Linked DNA regions of Danio rerio: regions 2 and 3 are each linked to region 1. The links are chromatin contacts, called in public Hi-C and HiCAR-type maps. All regions are on one chromosome and are shown on one strand. Each heading gives the region's core, a stretch centred on a gene start, on an enhancer-like site or on the middle of the called end of the contact. The rest is flanking DNA. Distances are from core to core; before and after follow the strand shown. Region 1 holds the start of hoxb8a (homeobox B8a). Region 2 overlaps copz2 (COPI coat complex subunit zeta 2). Region 3 holds the start of cbx1a (chromobox homolog 1a (HP1 beta homolog Drosophila)).

Region 1 (3,541 bases), core at 663-3,162:
TAGAGTATAGAGAAATAAATTAAACAACTGCACCTGTTTATCTTGATATCTCTGCTCGTTTTATTGAATGTTACCAAAAAATACAGGTCTGGATTTTAGATATGATGTCTCAGTGATTGTTTTAAATACTGGTGAATTAATTCTAATTTATAATATGATTTTAATATACGTTGTAGAATCAAAACACAAAACACGCAAAACTTTGTTCAGAAAATGCTTTATTAACAAAATAAACACAATAGATTATTGAATTGCTCTGACAAAGCACAAATAAAAAGTAACTAAAATATTCATATAAATTGTATTAATAATTTCGTATAAGAATCACTATTTACAAAGATATGATATTTGTGTAATTGAAAAAAAAACTATATTCAAGAAAGTATTCACAACACAATGTCTAAAACGTTTACATGCAGTTTACTAAAGCCAAGTGCTAATCACGCTTTACACAAAGCAACATCATCATCAACACCAACAATAACAACAACTCTTTATCCTTTTAAAAAGATGCACGAGAAAGAACAAAATGCGGCTACCTCGTTAAAGATCAACCCGTAATATAAACATTAACACTGTACATAGTCAACAATGCTTAAACGGAATTTGTTACATTGAGACAAAGGTGAAGATTTTGGGTGAGATATTGCTTTCAACCGCTCTGCAGTAATTTATTACAGAAGCAAATGAAGCTGTAAAAAACATGCAGCACGTGTTTCTATATTTAAAAAGTAAAAAAGTAAACAGGCTTTAGTTCGATGTGAGCGTTTTTGTTTTGCATGTTTACTTAGATATATATTGGCATGATTTTTAAATACGAATCTAGTTTCATTACAACAATTGGACATCTGCAATTTTACCCTCACCAGAACGCACCACGCACAATGTTTAAGCTGTTATAGAAATGTAGCATCGTTTATTTATTTATTTATTTATTTATTTATTTATTTATTTATTTATTTATTTATTTATTTATTTATTTATTTATTTATGTTTATATGTTTATTAACTTTGCTATCTTTTGCCATTGGAAAATTGTATTGACGTTTTATTTCACTAATCGGATCTTCTCGGATCTAGTGTTAGATCTACTCGTGCTAAGCATTATAGCGCACTGAACTGAAAACAAAACAAAAATGACAATTAAAGAACTTACAGTCCTTGCATGGATAAAATTTGAAGTGAAGCATTTACAGCATTGGTCGTGGAACCTCATAAAAGCCTAACAGCTTTTTGATGCACTACGTCAACAACAAACAGTAGGGGCGTTTATTGCATTTTATAGTTTGTTAAACCATTTACAACCACATTTACCATTACACCTGACGCTCAGGTCCATTTCAACATCCCCCTCTTTCTGTAAATACATTAATAGAATATTGTTGTCAAAGAATTGAATACGACTCGGCCTACCTCGCTTATTTTTGACGCGCGGGCCACAGTCAGTTCGCTTATTCCTGTAAAATTGAACGTGCTTATGAGCATTGGATGTGTTTAATCTGATACCAATTAAATCGTGTACTTTTTAAAATTGGCCGTCTAGACCCTGACATTTAAAAAAGAAGGCTCGACTTCATTAGAGATTAGGAAATTAAGGACTAAATATGCATCACTTTGGGTTGTCTATGCAAAAAAAAAAAAAAAAAAAAAAATCAATCTTTCAAAAGGGTTTGGAGTAGAGAAGTTGAGGTTGGGGGAGGGGCGGAGGCTATGCACTTGATCTGATGCAAAGCGGCAGATTTCTCATTAACTTACCCGCTTGAACATATTAATGTGCATATTCTCCCCTCCTCTCTCCCCTGGCCCCCCTTCTCTCTCCTGCTCCCTCGCGCTCGCTCCCTCTTAGCTCTCTCTCACCCGCTTTCTCTTTTTCTCTCTTTTTCATTCTCTCACTCCCTTCATATCAGAATCGCGCAGAGCGGTGTCCGTGTGGGGATGCGAGAAACCATAGTGGAACGAGGATCAGACAGAAGATGCAAATGATCATCAAAACACACCGCAAAATATGAAACTACTCATTTGCAGCCGAGTAAATCATAGAAAACTGATCGGGAACTGGCACCATTCGCCGGAATTGTGATGCTGGAACTTTACAGTGGGAACATGCCAATGGAAGCTTTAGATAAGTTGTTTTAACAAAAGGTATACACACGCAAGCCGCCCAGTAATTGGAAATCAACGCTTTGCTGCAACATTGTTACCTCAGTAACTGTGAGCTACTGCGCTTATATAAAGACATTCTATCGTAATCTCTTGAACAAAATCAGTACCACCACCAACAGCAGTAAAAGATGAGCTCATATTTCGTCAACTCTCTCTTCACTAAGTACAAAAGTGGAGACACTTTACGACCAAACTATTACGAGTGCGGATTTGCTCAGGACCTAGGGACGAGACCCACCGTCGTGTATGGTCCAGGCACCGGGGCCACTTTCCAGCATGCTCCTCAAATTCAGGAGTTTTACCACCACGGCGCATCCACGCTCTCCGCTGCGCCTTACCAGCAGAGTCCATGTGCGGTAACCTGTCACGGCGAGCCGGGTAACTTCTACGGTTATGATGCTCTCCAGAGGCAAACACTTTTCGGTGCTCAAGACGCCGACTTGGTTCAGTATAGCGACTGCAAGCTCGCCACGGGGGGCATCGGCGACGAGACGGACAACACAGAACAGAGTCCGTCGCCCACACAACTGTTCCCGTGGATGCGACCTCAAGGTGAGACAGAAAAGCCAGCCAACTGCGTTGTGTGTGTTTGTTGAAGTGACAGAACATCGAGTTAGCTCCTCGAAAACATCTCTGTGAAATTTAGCTTTACAATTGCATTTCCTGTGTGCACGAGAGGAGGGGGGCAATAGCCAGTTTTATTGTTTTATGGTGTTCAAAACTTGTGAATCACTTTACAGTTTAATGACCCTGCCATACAAAGACAGGGGAGAGAGGAAGAAGGCGAGAGAAAACCCTTTTCTCTTCTTGCTCTTTCCATGTGTGAGACTTTGCCCCACAGCTGATCTCTCACTTCTCACCCAGGTCAAAGTTTTACTGCAGCCTTTAACGACTTACAGTGAGCCCCCGAGTTTATTTCACTACACAGTTTCACAAGGATTATGTCATTTACGGCTGTGCCTAATCATTTGATCCTGTGAAATAGTTTATACTGCTTTTTGACGACTATACTGTATGGTTAGTGTTGCTCATTATTGTGTATTAGTGCTGTGGTATAGGCCTACTTATATTTGTAATGGTGGAGCTTTTAGAATAATCACTGTGTAAGACTGTGGGGAGTCTGCATTGTACAATAAAAGCCTACTCATAAACTAATAATGCAACACCATTACGAATTGCAGATGTTCATGCAAGCATGCAACCTTTGTGGACTTTTTGGGTTACATATATTAAGATATTTGATTCCAAAATTGTGATTTGGCGCATTTTGAGTTGTCTAACATCTCTAAACTTCTTTATTGCCAGTAGCTGCCGGACGGAGACGAGGCCGTCAGACCTACAGCCGCTATCAGACGCTCGAACTGGAGAAAGAGTTTCT
Region 2 (3,541 bases), core at 287-2,786, 430 kb after region 1:
TGTGGTGTTTGGAGGTTATAAGTTTATTAAGCATTGGGTTGTGATTTTTTTTATGATCACAAATATGATTGTATAAACCTCTTGTTTAATCCTTTGTCATTTTGTTATAAGTCAACATTGCTTTTACCTTTTGTCAAAAATGTTATACACAAATCAGAGTTCTGCCTACAACCTTAATATTAGCAATTTTTCTTAAAATGAGAAACAGGCAATATTAAAAATTTACTAGAAGCATTATTATTATTATTATTATTATTATTATTATTATTATTATTATTATTATTATTATTATTATCATCATCATCATCATCATCATCATGGCGATGCAGTGGCCCAGTAGGTAGTGCTGTCGTCTCACAGTAAGAAGGTCGCTGGGTCGAACCTCGTCTCAGTTGGCGTTTCTGTGTGGAGTTTGCATGTTCTCCCTGCGTTCGCCTGGGTTTCCTTCGGGTGCTCCAGGTTCCCCACAGTCCAAAGACATGCGGTACAGGTGAATTGGGTAGGCTAAATTGCGTGCGTGTGTGTGTGTGTGTGTGTGTGTGTGTGTGTGTGTGTGTGTGTGTGTGTGTGTGTGTGTGTGTGTGGGTGTGTGTGTGTGTGTGTGGGGGTTTGTGTGTGGATGTTTCCCAGAGATGGGTTGCGACTGGAAGGGCATCCGCTGCGTAAAAACGTGCTGGATAAGTTGGCGGTTCATTCCGCTGTCGCGACCCCGGATTATTAAAGGGACTTAAGACAAGAAAATGAATGAATTATTATTAGCTATATACTCCATTGTAATATTTAAGGCAACACTGTAAAAAATATATGATCAATTAGTCCTGACAGCAAATGTTTTTAGTTTGTTCTAACTTATTAAACTAAGTTAATCATGTTCTAACTAAATTTTATACGTTACGCAAGCTGTTTAGGTCAGTTTAACATAATACAAGTTCAAACTCACACGGTTAATTTGATTCAACTTAAAAATTAAGGCAACTAGGGCGTTTTTCAGTGAAAACACTAGCCTACGTGTAATACAGTTATGAAAAAATTAAAGTATATGGCATTTTAAGTAAAATAAAAGTCTTTGGCGATACAAACTGACAAAACATTTGCATAAAAACAAGAATATTTGCTAGAATTTTCTCTAGTGAAATAAACTATTTATATGCCCTGGATTTGTTTATTTTCTTTAAACCATGGTTTCTGGAAACTTATTGTGAACGAAAGTGTTATTACAAACTAATAAATGTGTTTTATAGCATTTGTTTGGTCCTTTGTGTCTATTTGAGTTTGTACTACAAGCCCGACAGCTTTGCTGCTTGTTTTAGAATTAAAGGGGCCGACGTGTTGACCTTCGGCCGACGTCGGCCCAACGTATGTGTGCTGTCTGGGTATTGGTGAGAGAATAGTTACTGTGAACCAATCATATTGTTCCCTCATTAATATTCTGCATAGATTTTCATATATTTAGTGTTAATCTCGAGAGGGTGTGGCTAGGTCTGTCATTGGTCACTGAGGGCCAATGACATTTTCAAAGCCGAGTCTCCACCTCCATGACCAAATGAATGGGCGTCTACTGTTGAGTCTTCAAAAAGTGATTGGTCACAATCCATAAAGGTGGGTGGAGACTTATAAAATATGGTTTTAAACAGGAGCGTTCAGTAGCCAATCATATTTAACTCTTTCTGTTCGGAATTCATCAATACAGACAGTCGGTGCCTGTCGAAGCAGATCTGCACTGATTATTTATCCAGATCAAGTAGAACTAGTTGTATTTATTTAAAGTCTTGTAATAGATATATGGGTTATTTTCTGTTTAAAACAAGCTACAGACAAGGTTAATAGTTATTATAGTTTTAATAGCAACCGACTAACATTAATCAAATAGTCGTTTTAATTGGGCTACATTTTGTACATTTAAATTTTCAAAGAGGGCATTTCATTTTTTTCTTTTTTGAAATTTTAGAATATACAAGAGCGACACTGTAACAAATAAATTACAATTATTTAGTCAAGAGCGACACTTTAACAAATATCTGACAAATTATTAAGTCAAGTAGAGCGACACTGTAACAAATATCTGTCAACGAACAGTTTTAGAGTCAACAAGAGCTACACTGTTACAACAAAGTAACACTTTTCTTAAAAGTTACATTTTCGAACTTTTCAATGTTAAAAGTTGCTGAAAGAAAGCTAAAGCTCACATAATGCAATTCAAAAGCATAAATAAATGGAGAAAAACAGGAATCTTAAAATACGCAAAACTGCTAATTTAAGAATATTTTAAAGTGTAGGCTTTACGATTAAAATAATAACGAATAATGATTTAGCCGATACATTAGGCTATACTGATTACAAGTTTGATACCGTTAACAATTTACAAAATCAGTATTTTTAACATCATTGTTTATATAGTAGTTAACCACCTATTCTGTAATATGTGGCAATACGTGGTGTAATGATAAAGGTGATGAATAGGCCTATAGCTTAATAATAGCCTAGCTGATAATTAGTAAAGGGAAAATAATTTCCAAATTAAAGAAAAAAATAAAATGAATTAAAGTTGGTTGTGTTGAAAAAAAATTGTTGGAGCATATAGCATTGAATTATTTGAGGTGAAATCGCTGGGGAAGCAGTAGATTCCTGCTTGTTTATATAATAATTTCATTATTTAAAAAATGGGTAAAGTGCATGCGGTGTTAGAAAAAAACCAAAACAAATATGCAAAAAAAATTGTGGCATGGTAATCATCTGTTTATAAGCATAATGCTTTAAACGGAGGAAATTAAATTAATCATAATAAGCCTATTTCCAATCGCATATATATATATATATATATATATATATATATATATATATATATATATATATATATATATATATATATATATATATATATATATAAAGACAATAAAGATACTAAATTATGTTAGACTATTATCTCAGAAATATCTTCATAGGCAGATCTATGTTTCTATAGGCTATGAGTTTGAAGCTTCCACATAGTGGATGTCATGACCGTTTTATTTTTATAACGTCGTTTTATTTTTGTATTTATTTCGGCTACAAACAATTGTGAAACATGCTAACAGAGATAGCAGTACTGGATAGAGGGATGTGTCGTGAACAGATGTGTAGGTTGATAAGCTCTGGTGCTGACTGGTTACATTCTTACAGCCTTTTCATATCTGTGTTTGTTCTCTTGCCGTTAGCTTTTTCCCTTTCATCTCCCACTTCTTGTGTTTAGTTTATGCATATAAGCTACCTGACCCATAGCCTATCGATGTGCCTTCACCATTCTACTTACTTCTTTATATACAAAAGCAACAGTATATATATATATATATATATATATATATATATATATATATATATATATATATATATATATATATATATATATATATATATATATATATATATATATATATATATATAATAAAAAAATGAAATTACATTCTTATGTAAAACCCATAGCTTTCTAACAGTCAGCTCTAATTATAAAAACACTGATATTATTAACACTAAGTTTGTTCATTTCAACTGTTAGATGATTAAA
Region 3 (3,541 bases), core at 419-2,918, 370 kb after region 1:
ACTCTTTCCACTGTTTTGGCTTTGAAAGGGAGCAGGGAGACTGAGAGAGGTCTGTAGCTGTCTACCATCGAAGTGTTTAGCATAGGTTTCTTAAGCAGTGGGGTAACTTGAGCCTGCACAGGGAAAATGTGTGTGAAAGTGCTGGAAACAGAGTTGGATTAATGTCTTGCAGAAGATGTGAGGGAGTCTGTCAAAACAGATAAGTCTGGATACTTGAGTGTAGAGAGATAAGTTATTCTCCCTATAAGCTATTCACCTTATTCTTTAGGTACGAGCAGGCGCAGCCATTTAAATCTTTTTGACTCGAGACTTCCCGTCTCATTCACTTTCATTGACTTTTAGACGTTAAAAACAGCTTGTTTTGCTCCTTGATGTTGCAAACTGTTATTTTATTTTTATAGTATTCTGCTTTGTCTGTATAGTCATGCTAACACTTGTTTGTAGAGCAAGTAGTTGGATTGTTTTCTGCCGTTTATTATTACTAGTCGTTTCTCCCATAGGCATCCAAATCAGAAGTTCTAAAACAATCACAAAAACGAGAGCACTTCCGCTTTGAAGAATAAGGTCAATATGGATCTTCTCTTAAAGCTTTTTAGGTTTTCCACTCTTGCTTTTCAGCACATATTGCCAAGGTCTTCTAATTTCAGCAAATTGTATTATACATACTGATGGCTTAAATCTCAGATTATTCAGTTTCTCAAATTATATATATAATTGTTACCTCTTTAGATAAAGTGTTCAAGTGTTGCATTACAAAGCATAAACCATGTAACTGACTTGTGATCGATTAAAAAAATTAAAATGATAATTTTTTAAACTTGCAGATAGCTAAAGATTTTAGTTAAGGTCTCTGAATGTGAATATATATATATATATATATATATATATATATATATATATATATATATATATATATATATATATATGCATTATGAGGGTAAATGGATTGAAGCATTTAAGTATTATATTGATACAGAATGCATTTGGGTTCTGAACAACAAGCCTATGGTTGTTTTTAAAATTGTATACGTCTATACAGGGGCAGATTTAGTGATTTTGGAGGCCTACGCAATTCCAGCCAAGCGGCCCAAGTTCTTACATGCACCTTTTGTACTTAATATTTTTTTAATTATTTTTTGCTGTTTTTTCTTATATCATTTGATATCCTTTTCTACATTTTATCTTCATGCTAAATAATAATAATAACATGTAACACACCTTGTAAAACTTTTGAAACGATTCGTGTATTAAGATGAATTCACAACTACACTGTAAAGAAATCTTGGTTGCCTTAAATTTTTAAACTGAAACAAATTAACCTTATGAGTCCACTGAACTTATATTATGCTAAATTGACTAAAAATGAGATCACCGTACAAAATATGATAGGAAACTATGTTATATATAATTTATAGTATAATTTATACTTCTAGGTATTATGGTGGGGCCCTCAGATTTCCTGGGGCTTAACTTTCTTTATGGGTTAAATTCACCCCTGTGTCTATGCTACTATTAGGTAAAGAACCATATAGGCCTATGTATAGGAATATGCTTTGTGGTGGTTACACAAAGTTTTCGTTTTTTTCGCAAAGAAACCTCCTCAAGAGTGTTCCATGCGATTTCATTTTTGTAGTACTCACGTAAACTACAGCACCCAGCATGCACCATTGTAGTACGTACCCATGCACGTTCGGTCGAATTGGCGGGTTGCTGGAGCCTTTCGTGTAGCGTTACCTTTTGTCTGCTCAACCAAGGAGGCTCGGTAAAATAAAAACAAACTCTACCCCCAGTCGACAGATTTTAAAGTTTGTCGAGATTTAAACCCGGTCTAGCTGCACTAAACCACCCATTTTGGCGTTTTTCGCCGTTAATTCAGTAATACACAGGTAAGTGGCGCTGCGTGCAGATTGTAAAAACAACTGCAGGACTGATTGTGTTTCAAGAAATGCGATTTTGTTACTAACAGGTGGATGTTTTGAGTGTTTTATGCAGTGTTGTTTTAAAATACAATTTTAGTCGTATTTTGATGAATGTTTATCATTTGTTTTAGTCGAATCCAGGTCAACATGGAGAAGTGAGCTACCATGCTTTTGCAACATTAGCCACAAGGCTAGTTAGTCGGTGTCGCGTATATTAGGAGTAACGTTATTTTTAGATTTATAAAGTTAGATTTGTTGTGCATTGGAGCGTTTTATGCATGTATTTTCAAGCCAGTAATAATGTCGTCGGTGTCATACCCTTTGGACCTAAATTGTGAGTGTTATAGAGTCAACCTCCTGGCTCGGATCCGTGCTAGACAGAAACGCCTTCCTCGTGCACGTGCGCCGTTCAGAAACTACTGTAACGTTATCTCGGAAACACACTTTTAAAAAGAAATCTATGTGGCGTTCACCGTAACATTACACATCATATTTGAATATTTTACCTCACCAACTCGTGTCAGCAGGAAAAAGGACTGGAAAATTCTAGTACCTTGTCTGCGCGTGCACGTCGATGGAGTTAAAGGGATAACTCCAAGCGTGAAAATTTACTCACTCGTGTATTTTTTTAAGTTTCTTTTTGGTTAAAGCACGTAACCTTTCACTTCCATAGTTGGAAAAACAAAAATAGTATTAACCTTAATGGTTACATGTTTCCTGCTTTTTTTCGAATTATCATCTTTTGTGTTCAACAAAGGAAAGTCAAACTGGTTAGGAACGAGTAAAGCGTGATTAAATTATAATTTTCAATTTTAAATAAATTATTCTTTTAAATTTCGCGGTCCTGACACTGTTTATGAGTTGAAATAAAGTAGTTATGTATATACGTTGCTGATGCTTAGCAGTAGTGTTTAAAATGAATGTAAAGTTAAAATATGAACCATGATGACTACATGGGTGTTTACTTTTACTCTGCAGGTCTTATGCAAAACAGACAGAGATGGAATTATTTAGATTGTTTTATTTAACAATCATAACATGGGAGCCTGTTGTTGTTTTAGGTCTATATTTCTCTGTCTATATGTACATGTATCTGTTGATTAATTAGGATTATCTGAAATCTCTAGAAAAATCTTAGAATGGCACATCCTAGACAGCATATTAGTGCAAAATATTGTTGATTATCATGTTTTATAATGTTTTTATTAGACTGTTATAGACGCTTATCACATTTTCGGGGTTTTTCAGAAGCAGAAATCGTCATAGCTGGGTAAACTTAGAATGTCGTAAATGAGAGAGTACAACAAATATTTTTTTACAAATCTATTTGCTGAAATAAAGAAAGAAAATGCCACAACGGTGTTATCAAGACTTTCAGAAAAAGAAATAAAATAGTGAGACTGATGACGGCAGCCAGAGGAGAAAATAAAGTCAAATTTACTGTGCCACTCCATAGACGTTGCATCAAAAACACATAAACAGTAATTCGTTTTTTGTAATCTGATGCAAAGATGATATGATACATTCATAAATGTTCAAACGCTTTTATAAGATAAATAAATGTTAAAAACTAATTAAAAAATGCAAAAGAAAATTTAAGATTGTGATGACCGTTAAATGCG

The links. Hi-C and Micro-C count contacts between places; a contact is called where the count stands out from the background. HiCAR-type assays count read pairs that join an accessible place to other places.
Region 2: a contact with region 1 is called in a Hi-C map of embryo, with 4 times the contacts expected there. The contact joins the enhancer-like site here to the promoter of hoxb8a in region 1. A contact is called at or near these places in 7 of 18 Hi-C or Micro-C datasets (caudal fin, embryo, fibroblasts and 2 more) and 1 of 4 datasets of contacts at active chromatin or transcription factors (caudal fin).
Region 3: a contact with region 1 is called in a HiCAR-type map of caudal fin, with 7 times the contacts expected there. The contact joins the promoter of cbx1a here to the promoter of hoxb8a in region 1. A contact is called at or near these places in 7 of 18 Hi-C or Micro-C datasets (embryo, fibroblasts, hematopoietic stem cells and 2 more) and 2 of 4 datasets of contacts at active chromatin or transcription factors (caudal fin and embryo).

What each region holds. Positions count from the first base shown.
Region 1 is chr3:22,425,929-22,429,469 of GRCz12tu, forward strand. hoxb8a (homeobox B8a) reads left to right here and starts at 1,913. Exons shown (of 2, transcript NM_131120.1): 1 at 1,913-2,715; 2 at 3,472-3,541. The coding sequence starts at 2,292.
Region 2 is chr3:22,851,370-22,854,910 of GRCz12tu, forward strand. It overlaps copz2 (COPI coat complex subunit zeta 2), which reads left to right. Exons shown (of 10, transcript NM_131507.2): 10 at 1-1,242. Among named protein-coding and RNA genes, the nearest start is that of dre-mir-152, 16 kb to the left of the region's middle. Within about 2 kb of position 1,537, at least 44 of the 62 cell types and tissues checked have an H3K27ac peak or open chromatin away from gene starts, as enhancers often do.
Region 3 is chr3:22,799,891-22,803,431 of GRCz12tu, forward strand. cbx1a (chromobox homolog 1a (HP1 beta homolog Drosophila)) reads left to right here and starts at 1,669. Exons shown (of 6, transcript NM_199746.2): 1 at 1,669-1,886.